3 separate regions of the Zea mays genome follow, and all the other regions are linked to region 3. A link is a contact called in public Hi-C data. All regions are on one chromosome and are shown on one strand. The core of a region is the stretch at or near the end of the contact, and the rest is flanking DNA. Distances in the headings are between cores, read along the strand shown.

What was found. A called contact is a pair of places that touch in the nucleus more often than the background predicts.
Region 1: a contact with region 3 is called in a Hi-C map of ear, with 1.6 times the contacts expected there. The contact joins the promoter of LOC103629638 here to the promoter of LOC100192669 in region 3. A contact is called at or near these places in 2 of 25 Hi-C or Micro-C datasets (ear and tassel).
Region 2: a contact with region 3 is called in a Hi-C map of ear, with 2.2 times the contacts expected there. The contact joins the promoter of LOC103629631 here to the promoter of LOC100192669 in region 3. A contact is called at or near these places in 2 of 25 Hi-C or Micro-C datasets (bundle sheath and ear).

The regions. Positions count from the first base shown.
Region 1 is chr6:100,713,577-100,716,823 of Zm-B73-REFERENCE-NAM-5.0, reverse strand. LOC103629638 (BEACH domain-containing protein B) reads right to left here and starts at 1,921. Exons shown (of 40, transcript XM_020539321.3): 1 at 1,512-1,921; 2 at 1,298-1,361; 3 at 477-681. The coding sequence starts at 1,651.
Region 2 is chr6:99,985,334-99,988,378 of Zm-B73-REFERENCE-NAM-5.0, reverse strand. LOC103629631 (40S ribosomal protein S14-like) reads left to right here and starts at 1,760. Exons shown (of 7, transcript XM_008650714.4): 1 at 1,760-1,968. The coding sequence starts at 1,966.
Region 3 is chr6:100,380,039-100,383,265 of Zm-B73-REFERENCE-NAM-5.0, reverse strand. LOC100192669 reads left to right here and starts at 1,804. Exons shown (of 1, transcript NM_001137877.1): 1 at 1,804-2,445. The coding sequence starts at 1,870. The coding sequence ends at 2,253. It overlaps LOC103629633, which reads right to left. Exons shown (of 6, transcript NM_001329209.1): 6 at 2,784-3,227. The coding sequence ends at 2,980.

The DNA of each region.
Region 1 (3,247 bases), core at 672-3,171, 330 kb before region 3:
GATGTTGGACACAGCAATATTATGCGAAATTCATGTTTGATGAGCATTAAAATAAAATAGTGTCAACTCAAATGTTTGTAATTATAGCCCTTATGCTGGTGGCCAAATTTAAGTAGGGGTAATTTTGTCATTTCATCATTCTTCTCACAAGTCACAACCCTATGAGCAGTATATATTACTCCAAACTTTTAGCGCCTGCAGTGTCCATATGCAAATTGGCACAAATATGTATTGTCCACTAGCAAAAACAGGTTTGTAGGAAGCAAATTCCACACAAAAAATGATTTTAAGAAGCCAAATTTGTCCAAGAAGAGCATTGTATCCATGCTCAAGAAAGAGTTGTTTCGTGAACATAGAACAAAAGTTGGGGAGACTTACCACATGCAAAGTAGAACTAACAAACATCAAAACTATAAACAAATAATATTGGAGGAATATCCGACAATAAATAGTCACTATAGAGTAAAGCCGCTTACTTTCAGTAAAAGTTGATGTAATTAGAGAAATCTCCTGAATCAAAATAAGAATGACCTCAGAAGGATGCCCGCAAGAGCATCCTACAACTGTTTCATTGTTTCCCAATTCTTGATCAACCAATTGCTCAATTGGGTTTGGATCCCAATCTCTGAATGTCTCTACAAATTGCAAGACAAAAATTTGAAGAGATTTTTCCTTCTCGACCTGTAAGAGCACAAGGTGTAATGCAGCATATAACTGTATAAAGTAGACGCATAAACCCTACTGCAGCAGGTTAGGTTATCATGAAGCAAAAACATCGATGCTAATTACCATTAAGAAAATACCGAGTTGTTGCATTCAAAGCATTGACTTTTACATTTTTGGAAGAAGAAAAAATGAATCATCATCATGTTAAGGCTAGTTTTGGGTTAAAGTTGAACCAAACTTCAACTTTCAGATAAACATATATTGCTCCGCAAAGGTTAATATTTGCTGCACACAAACAAACTCTAATCATGGTGCCCAAAATGCTTAACAGGCATTAACACAGACTATTTAAATCATTAGACTTAGCCTATGATTGTTAAAGATGTTTGTTTGTTCAAACAATTTGTGTTCCTGTCATCTCCTAAGGTATGCTTGGATGACACATTACTAAGCCATGCCATGGATAACGGTCAAATGGACACTAAAATGTATGGCTAGTCCACTAGGCTCTTAAATTACATCGAAATATTGAAACATCTAGCAAATTTTTTAGATTGGCAATATGTGTCTAGTTTAATATCTTAACTGTAAGCAGAACTAGAATGAAACTACCAGGCTTTCAGAAAAGTACCTTATCAAGCGCATTCTCGTAATTCTTCCAGAGTGCATTCAGAGCTCCCTCCTCCAGACTACCACTGGAACCAGACAACAGATCATGGGGAGAAACATTCACACGCAATCAAGTCAAGCACCAAAAAGAAAAGGCTAAAATATCTGATGACATATTTGTTTATAGAATCAAGATCAGCATATAGATTAATGTGACTTTCAATGCGATGCCATACCTGAAGACGACGCGCGGGGTGGGCGCGTCGTCGAAGTCACCGGCGGAGAAGGAGGCGGTAGGCGCCGCACCAGCGTCCGGTGCGGGGGGAGGTGGCGGCGCCTTGCGGAGAAGGTCGGCGACTCCCCGCACGATGTTCATCACCACAGAGCCGAGCCTAGCGCCGCATCCTCGCCACCGCCTGCCCGGTCGCGAAGAGAAAACCTAGGTGATCCGAATCGGGCCTCGACAATGGGGATCGCTTGGGAGGGGAGGGAGATTCGCGCGCAGGAATGGAGACTTCCGCGAGCGATGGCAGGCCTATTGTTTAGAGCGCGGAATGGGCGAGGAGCGAGACACGAGGACGAAGGAACAAGAGAGGTGCTTTGCAAAAAAAAAAAAAAAGATCCAACTAATCCGCCCGTTAACTATTTTGAAACTGTTTCCTTCTCTTCCACGCTTGGCGCCTTTTCGACGCCCACAGGTAGAGGTGAATAATGAACCAGTTCGGCTCAGTTCATCCGAGTTCGAGCTAGCTCGTTAAGCTAATGAGTCAGCTCGACTCGGCTCGTTAAGTTAACGAGCTACAGAATCAGTTCGACTCGTTTACGAGCTCGAGCTGACTTGTTTAGCTTATGAGTCCGAGCGAAAAAAATATGTACATAATAACTAATTAGTAGAGTGCCCGTGCGTTTTGACGTCACGTAATGTTTATGAGTGACCCCTACAATCTATCATCATGTCATGGCTACTATACACAATATTCACATGGAAGTAAATGGAATTACAAGCATGAATATAAAAGTAACATAGGAGCAATTTAGATATGCTTAGTCACTATAACACGTTTTTCTACAAGTTGGTCGGGGTAAACTTATTTTGTATGTATTGTAACTTAGCAACATATATATAATTTAGTATATGGTCATTTGGTCACAATTAGGAACCTATTCTATGTAGCATGAGCATCTAATACAAATTTGTCAAGTACAGGGGCAGTTGCAAGTTGTAACACAACCAGAGTAACATAAGGTATTTAAGCTATAGCAAGATAGGTCTTAAAAACATCTCAAAGCATCGAACATTCTTAAGCGGACGTGATAACAAAAGCCTTGGTAGAGAAAGCTTGGACCTCCTTTTGGCCAAGCTCTCGCGGTCTCTCTGTTCCTTCAGCCTCTAGGCAAGAAGCTTTTGGTAGTCGGCAGCCTCAGACTTCTTCTTGGCGATCCTCTTCTTCTTGCGAACGACTCTAGCGCGCTTCCTCTAAAGGGTCAAGGGGTCACAAGCCACTGGATCTCAGTGTGCTTCTAACTTCATGTTTCATTGATTCCATGACACCAAGACATTTAAGTCTACTTTCAAGATATTGAGAGACTAAATTGTAGCTAGAAGCACACTGAAATCAATGAAATAAATATTGTAGCAATGTTGTTCGATGCAAGAGACAATTTTTTGTGTCGGTCGATCAGCAGAAGGTAAAAATAATGTGTGCAACTATTGTCATGGAGCAGGGAAGGCATCTCGTGCTAAATGAAGTTGATGCCCTTAGAAACATGAACAACTGTATTTTTACTTTGTACTATGAGTATGGCACAAACCTCGAAAAGAATAACATCTTCCTTTAATGCGAGATGCCCAACAAAATTAGATAAAGTAGAAAAAACATGAAGCATAACCAAGTTAAAAACTGAGATGTAAACTCCAGTACACAACTAATAGCACCTTACTTCCATTAAAATCGTCTAAATCTTTTGAGAT
Region 2 (3,045 bases), core at 511-3,010, 390 kb after region 3:
GGTGCTCATCAAAGCTAATCTTCAGGCAGTTCCTACTTATCCCATGAGTTGTTTTAAATTGTCAGCACATGTGTGTAAAAAGATGCAGACTTATATTTCAAATTTTTGGTGGGGAAGTGCAGTAGACAGTCACAAAATTCATTGGCAAAGTTGGTCCAAGTTGACAATGCCTAAAAAGAGTGGGGGCATGGGCTTTAGAGACTTACCTCTGTTTAACAAGGCGATGCTTGCAAAACAAGGATGGAGACTAATGACAAGGCCTAATTCTCTTTGTGCGAGGATCATTAAAGGGAAATATTTTCCCAATGGTGACTTTTTGAAAGCAAATAAAAGGAAGCAGAGCTCAGAAATCTGGAAGGCTGTGTTGTTTGGTCGTGAAGCTTTATGGCAGGGCTTGATTAAAAGAGTGGGTCCTGGATCTTCAATAAGTATTTGGGAGGACAACTGGATTCCAAGTCTTCGGCAGTTGAAGCCCACTGTCCATCTTGAAGGAGTCCAAGTGCAATCTGTGGACGAACTTTAGACGCTGGAATGTTGATTTGGTGAGGAAGTCTTTCGTTGCTATGGATGCTGAGGAATTTCTGAAGCTGAGGCCTGGCACTCGGATGGATGCTGATGTGCTGGGTTGGGCGCATGAGAAAAATGGTGTGTTTTCAGTTCGGTCATGTTATCGAATGTTGAAGCAGACTCAAAGTGTCAGGAAGGCTCATGCTGTAAATGCAGCAAGTTCATCAAATGAAGAATGCTGGTGGAGCAAACTATGGAAGCTTAATATACCTCCAAAAATAAGAATTTTCTGTTGGAGAGTCCTTCATAATTATTTGCCATCCAAACAGGAATTGAAGAGAAGACATATTCTTCATGAAATTTTCTGCAAAGTGTGTGGGGAGGAAGGAGAATCATCTTTCCATATTGCTATTGATTGCCCAGTTGCAAAGCAGTTCTGGCGAGTGGTTAAAAACATCACGGGAATAAAACTACCATTTTTTTAGGTCACTTGGGCAAAGCACTTATTGGCTAACGACCACTTCACTGACTCAGTTAAAACGATGGTTATTTGTGGTGCCTAGTCCTTATGATCTGGAAGGAATGCTAGAAGGTTTGGGCGTGACCGTTGGAATCCATATGCTGCAATGAGTCATGTGGCGAAAATGCTAGAGGATCTGGTTCGTTTAAAATTGCCAGGGTCGCAAGCCTCTCAGCGCTGTCGGGTTAAATGGAAAGCGCCATTGGAAGGTTGGGTGAAAATTAACTCGGATGCTGCTTTTGTTGCTGAGACGGGCAAAGGGGCTGTGGGTGTGGTGATGAGGAACTCGCAGGGAGAGGTTTTGGTGGCATCAGCACAGTTATATGAACACATCCCTGATGCGCTAACCAGCGAAGCTTTGGATGCTCGTGATGGCGTGGTGCTGGCCCAGATGCTTAGCATGGAAAAAGTGATTTTAGAAATTGACAACTCTGTCCTGGTGGCTCTTCTCCGGTCAGATGAGGGAAGAAGGAATGATATCGCAGGTTTATGACAAGAAATCAGATAGAGGAGTGTGGTTTTCAGATCCTTTGATGTATCTTTCGTTAATAGAGAGGGAAATGAGGTAGCTCACCTTTGTGCAAGTAAGACTATAGAGTTGGCTCCTATTTTATTTTGACTAGATTGCTTCTTTAATTGGCTTATGGAAGCAGCTAGCAGAGATTAATTTCACTTTGAACCAATAATAAAGAACGTGTGTTCTTCCTAAAAAAAGCACGGTCTGGTGTAAGAGATGGGGCCAGCCGCAGTGACAGAAGAGAGAGGGCAAAAGAGGAAATTTCTTTGGGCTGGGTCTAATAAACCCTAATGGGCTGCGGCCTCGTAGATAAACCAGCACTACTCATCCGTCGCCCCACGGAAGTTTCGGCGGCGCCGGCGTGCTCGTGATCTCGACCAAGGCGTGCCTCCGCTCCGGTCACCCGTCGCTCCACGCAACCATGGTAAGCGAGCCTCTTCTCGTCTGGTTATGGCTCGCAAGCGGACGTAGGTGCAAGCACGGTAGCGGTGGATTCGGATCTGGCTGCAAGCACGGTAGCGCTGGATTCGATTGTTTTTTTGTTTAGAGATGGGTTAAGAGCGTAGGTTTGGCTGTTGACTAGGGCTACTGTTGTTTTGGCTGGTTGCCCGTGCTGGATTGCATCTGATAAATTGCAATTTGACATCACCTCTTTAATACAAAAGAAAGAATTGCTTTTTACGTGAAGCCATTTGTGAAATTGTTGTTTGGTATGTCTCATGGAAAAAATGCAAACGACAGTTCTGGCTCTAATTACAGAATCTCTTCACGTCGAGGCATCATAAACATTGTTAGAGGACAAGGAGGCTTTAGCGCTTCATTGTTTTTGTTTATTATTTGTGCTTCTTTACGTTCGGAGATAACTTTTATTTATTCGTTTGTTTATTTGAAGATAATGACCATCAACATTGTTTACACTACTATATGGTTAGGACTTGTAAGGACGTCTGATAAGTCACTGTAGAGGCGGCTAAGTTTTGCCTCATCTAAAAATCACTCCCAATAAAAAGCTTTGTTTCGGTACGCGTCAATGATTTGTAGATTCATGTAAAATTGAGCATGGTGGTGAGGACATGTGCCCGAGCAATTTTATCACGACAAAATCAATCTCTAGAACCCTTGTTTCAAAATTGAGCAATTTTATCACGACAAAATCATGTCAGTAGAACAAGACACGCTGGAGAGGGCATGTGCCTTAGCCGCGACTATAGTAAGCATATGATCGCTTGGAAGCAGAACCTCCATTAACAGTCCTGTCAAACAACACTCATCACATGCAGAACATGTGAAGCATCTCATGACAAATCGGGTCGGAGAAACTGTAGATCAACCTACACAAACTCTGATAAGCAGCCACGTACAATGAACCTTAATTTGGTACGTTCTTCGAGAACACCCGGTGTTCCCACACTTCTTTTGCCAAGCTTGTGTTGTGTCAAAGAAAAAGCTCACCACAGCTTAAAACAATACTTCACTTTTATTATTTTGTGTGGGTAATTAA
Region 3 (3,227 bases), core at 555-3,054:
ACCTAAGTCAGGATGTGAACCTCATGAATAAAAATGATGTTGTATTGATGAGATGGTGAAATTAGACCAGATGCAAACAGAGTCTATTAATATTTAATCTGGTGTTAAAATATTGAAAGTAAGGACTCACTTTAGTAAGCTATTTCTGCAAAAGTATCTAAGTTGATTCTTGCTAAAGCCTCTCCTTGATTCCCAAATCCAGCATATCCTTGAGAGTCTTTTCTTTAGTCAGGTAAGTCTTGCTGAGTAATTCCATACTCAGGGTTTTATTCCCTATTGTTTTTTAGGTTATAGTTTTGTGCTGTTGTTGATGGTGTTAAGTGCCGATGGGCTCGGCCTTCTTATAAATTTAAGTAACCCTTCTATACTTCTTATTGAGGATGGTCATTTGAGCTAGCATATATTTCAAACTTATACTTTTGTAATCACTCCGATAAAATAATATAAAATTTTTGTAACCTGTAAAATTTGGTACTAAGATTTCCGCTGCAAAAATATTGGTGTGTGTGATTTGTGTTACTTAATCCCGTGGTTCTGGTTGTAAGTGGTTTATCCGGTGTCCTTGGGGCAATCGGACGGATCATGTTAAGTTATCTGGTGCACATGCATAGCAGTCTGAGGTCTTTGAGACAAAGACAGGTGCATGTGGGCCCGATAACTTAGGAGGTTCTGGCACACTGATGAGCCTGGAGTGCACTTCGTTTGGCAGCCCAACCAAGAGTCATCGGTACTCGTCATGTCGCACGCGTTCGACGACTACTATATCGAGAACTGTGGCGTCATCTTGGCGACGGAGGTGACACAGAGGATGATCGACAACACTGACCAGTTCATCATCCTCGCCACCGTCATGGTAGCTTTTGTGTCGGTCTGCCTTTAATTCTCTTCGCAAACACACACATTTGCTTTTTTTGTTTAAGCAAGAGCGTATGGTGGTGCGTGTCTGATGACTAACGATGTACGAGGGAATTTATTTTGACATGTGTGGAACGTGCTCTCCAATAATGAGACTATATAAATCGCGTCATATATCGAAGGCTGCTTGATACTGATTGTTGCAATGTAGTGATGAAAAAACTAGATTAAAATAATAAAATTTATGTGTGGCTAGGATCACAAATTGATTATGAAACATTTTCTAATAATAATATAACACATATTTTATATTAAGTTATCGTAGTATACTGGTATTATATATTTCTGTTGCAATGCACGGGCACTCAATTAATAGATCAATGAAGGAAACACATGGAATCACCTTGCACGGGACCTCATCGTCACCGCTGTTGTGCGTGTTGGATCTTCTCGAATCTCAGCTGGCGTTGCCTCCTTTCGTGGGAAGGGTTGAGGTCGAAGAGCGGCGGCGCTTGTTGCATGCTACCTTTGTCCTAGTAGCCGAGGGGTGGGGGAGGCGGCCGTGTTCTCTAGCTCAAATGTTGGCACCGAAATCAAGGTTCGGTGAGGGAAGGGAAGAAGGGGATGGAAACGAGAAGAACGACAGTTGGCATAGTGCATTTAGTATAAGTGCGACGCGTGGTATATATAGGCGACGCTGTATATTTTGCATAAACTATAAATAAGCTGCTGGAAACTACTTTGGGTATAGGTAGTGGTATAGGTAAACTAAACTGCTGGAGATTTATGGAGTGGCGCCTACGCTTCCCTGCCATTTTCCAAATCACCCTCCGATTCCATTCCCGCCCGGGCCCGGCCTTGTTTTCGTTTCCCTCCACCGTCCACCCCTCGTCCCGCTCGCCATCATCTCATCTCATGATTTCATAAAAATCAAAACCCCCCTCCCGTTTCCCCAAACCCGCGCGCAATTCCAATCTCCCTCCCGATCCGCCCATCCGCCGACGCCAGCCATCCATGGACCGACGCCTCCGCTCCCCGGCGCGCCGTCCCGAGCGCCAGCAGCTCGCGGGCAGCGGCAGCCCGCACCGCTTCCTCCGCCCGGGCGCGCTCGCGCGGCTCCGCGACTCCAGGGTCCTGGCCCGCTCCCTCCGCTGTGCCGCGCGGGCGTGGGCGCCGCCCTCCTCGCCTCCTCGCTCGCCCGCGCCGCCCGCCGCCTGGGACGGCGTGCCATGCTTCCTCGGGCCCGCCTCCGCCACGAGGGGGATGCGGTACCCGTTGCGGAAGAAGCTGGCCGCCGCCCGAGCCGTGGTGCTCCTGTCCCCACCGCTGGATGTCGTGGAGGCGTTCATGGACGCGTTCGCGCCAGCGGCGTCGCCGGACGTGGTCGCTGCGCACTGAGCGAGTGAGCGGTAGCTTTTGCGCTCGGTGCTCGTCGACATTCTTGGCATTATTGCCAAGTTATTAGATACATATATGGTATATTATATATAGTGTGCAGACGGATCCGGTTATGTTTCTGCTAGCTTCTTGTATGGATCTAGAATTCGTATAAATCTAACTATCTAAGAACTGTTGTTCCCAGTGCGTACAGATTTCGTTTGTGCTCCGATTTTTATTCTAATTTGGACCTTGTTTTGATGCACTTGTATCAACCTCAATTCATAATTTAGATAATTTAGGTCTTGTTTGGAGAGTTGGACACATTCATATTCAGTGAATTAGTTTGAATACGAGTGCATCCAAACACATTCTCAAATTCCAAGAAAAAAATTACGTATACAACAGTTCACACGAATCTTGTTCGGATTAAACAAATTGCGTGAGGAACCTCACATAACCGCATCATCCAGATTCAAAGAAATCTGGACGAGCATGTTCACAAATCCTCGTGGCAACCCATTTGTGATTTGATAAGGCACGCCTTCCCTGTTATTCCCACTCAGATTTTTTTCTATTACTAGTACATGGCAGTGTAAACGCTACCGCTACTGCCAATACAACTATACAATACTGTGTCCATATATGTATGCTATCTTTGCCTTGAAAGTAGAAGGATTGAACAGCATTTCTTGCCTCATGATTCTCTACTCTCAAGTCTCCACAGATAGCGTAGACAAGAAACAATCAGCTCTTCCGCAGGTTCCTGCTTGCTTGAGCAGCAAGTGCGACCGACCTTGCGTCGATGTCAACCATCATGTAGTCCCTCTCAGCGCGCCGACGCCGCTGCCTTTCCCGCTTGGCCCTCTTGGGTGCCAGCCTCGCTTCCCTCTCCACATAGGCCAGCCTGAACCTTTCTGCCATCGGTATTTCAGGCGGAGCACTTGGAACATTTGGATTCGCTGGAGCAACAGCTCTTGGAGGAGCAGCAGAAA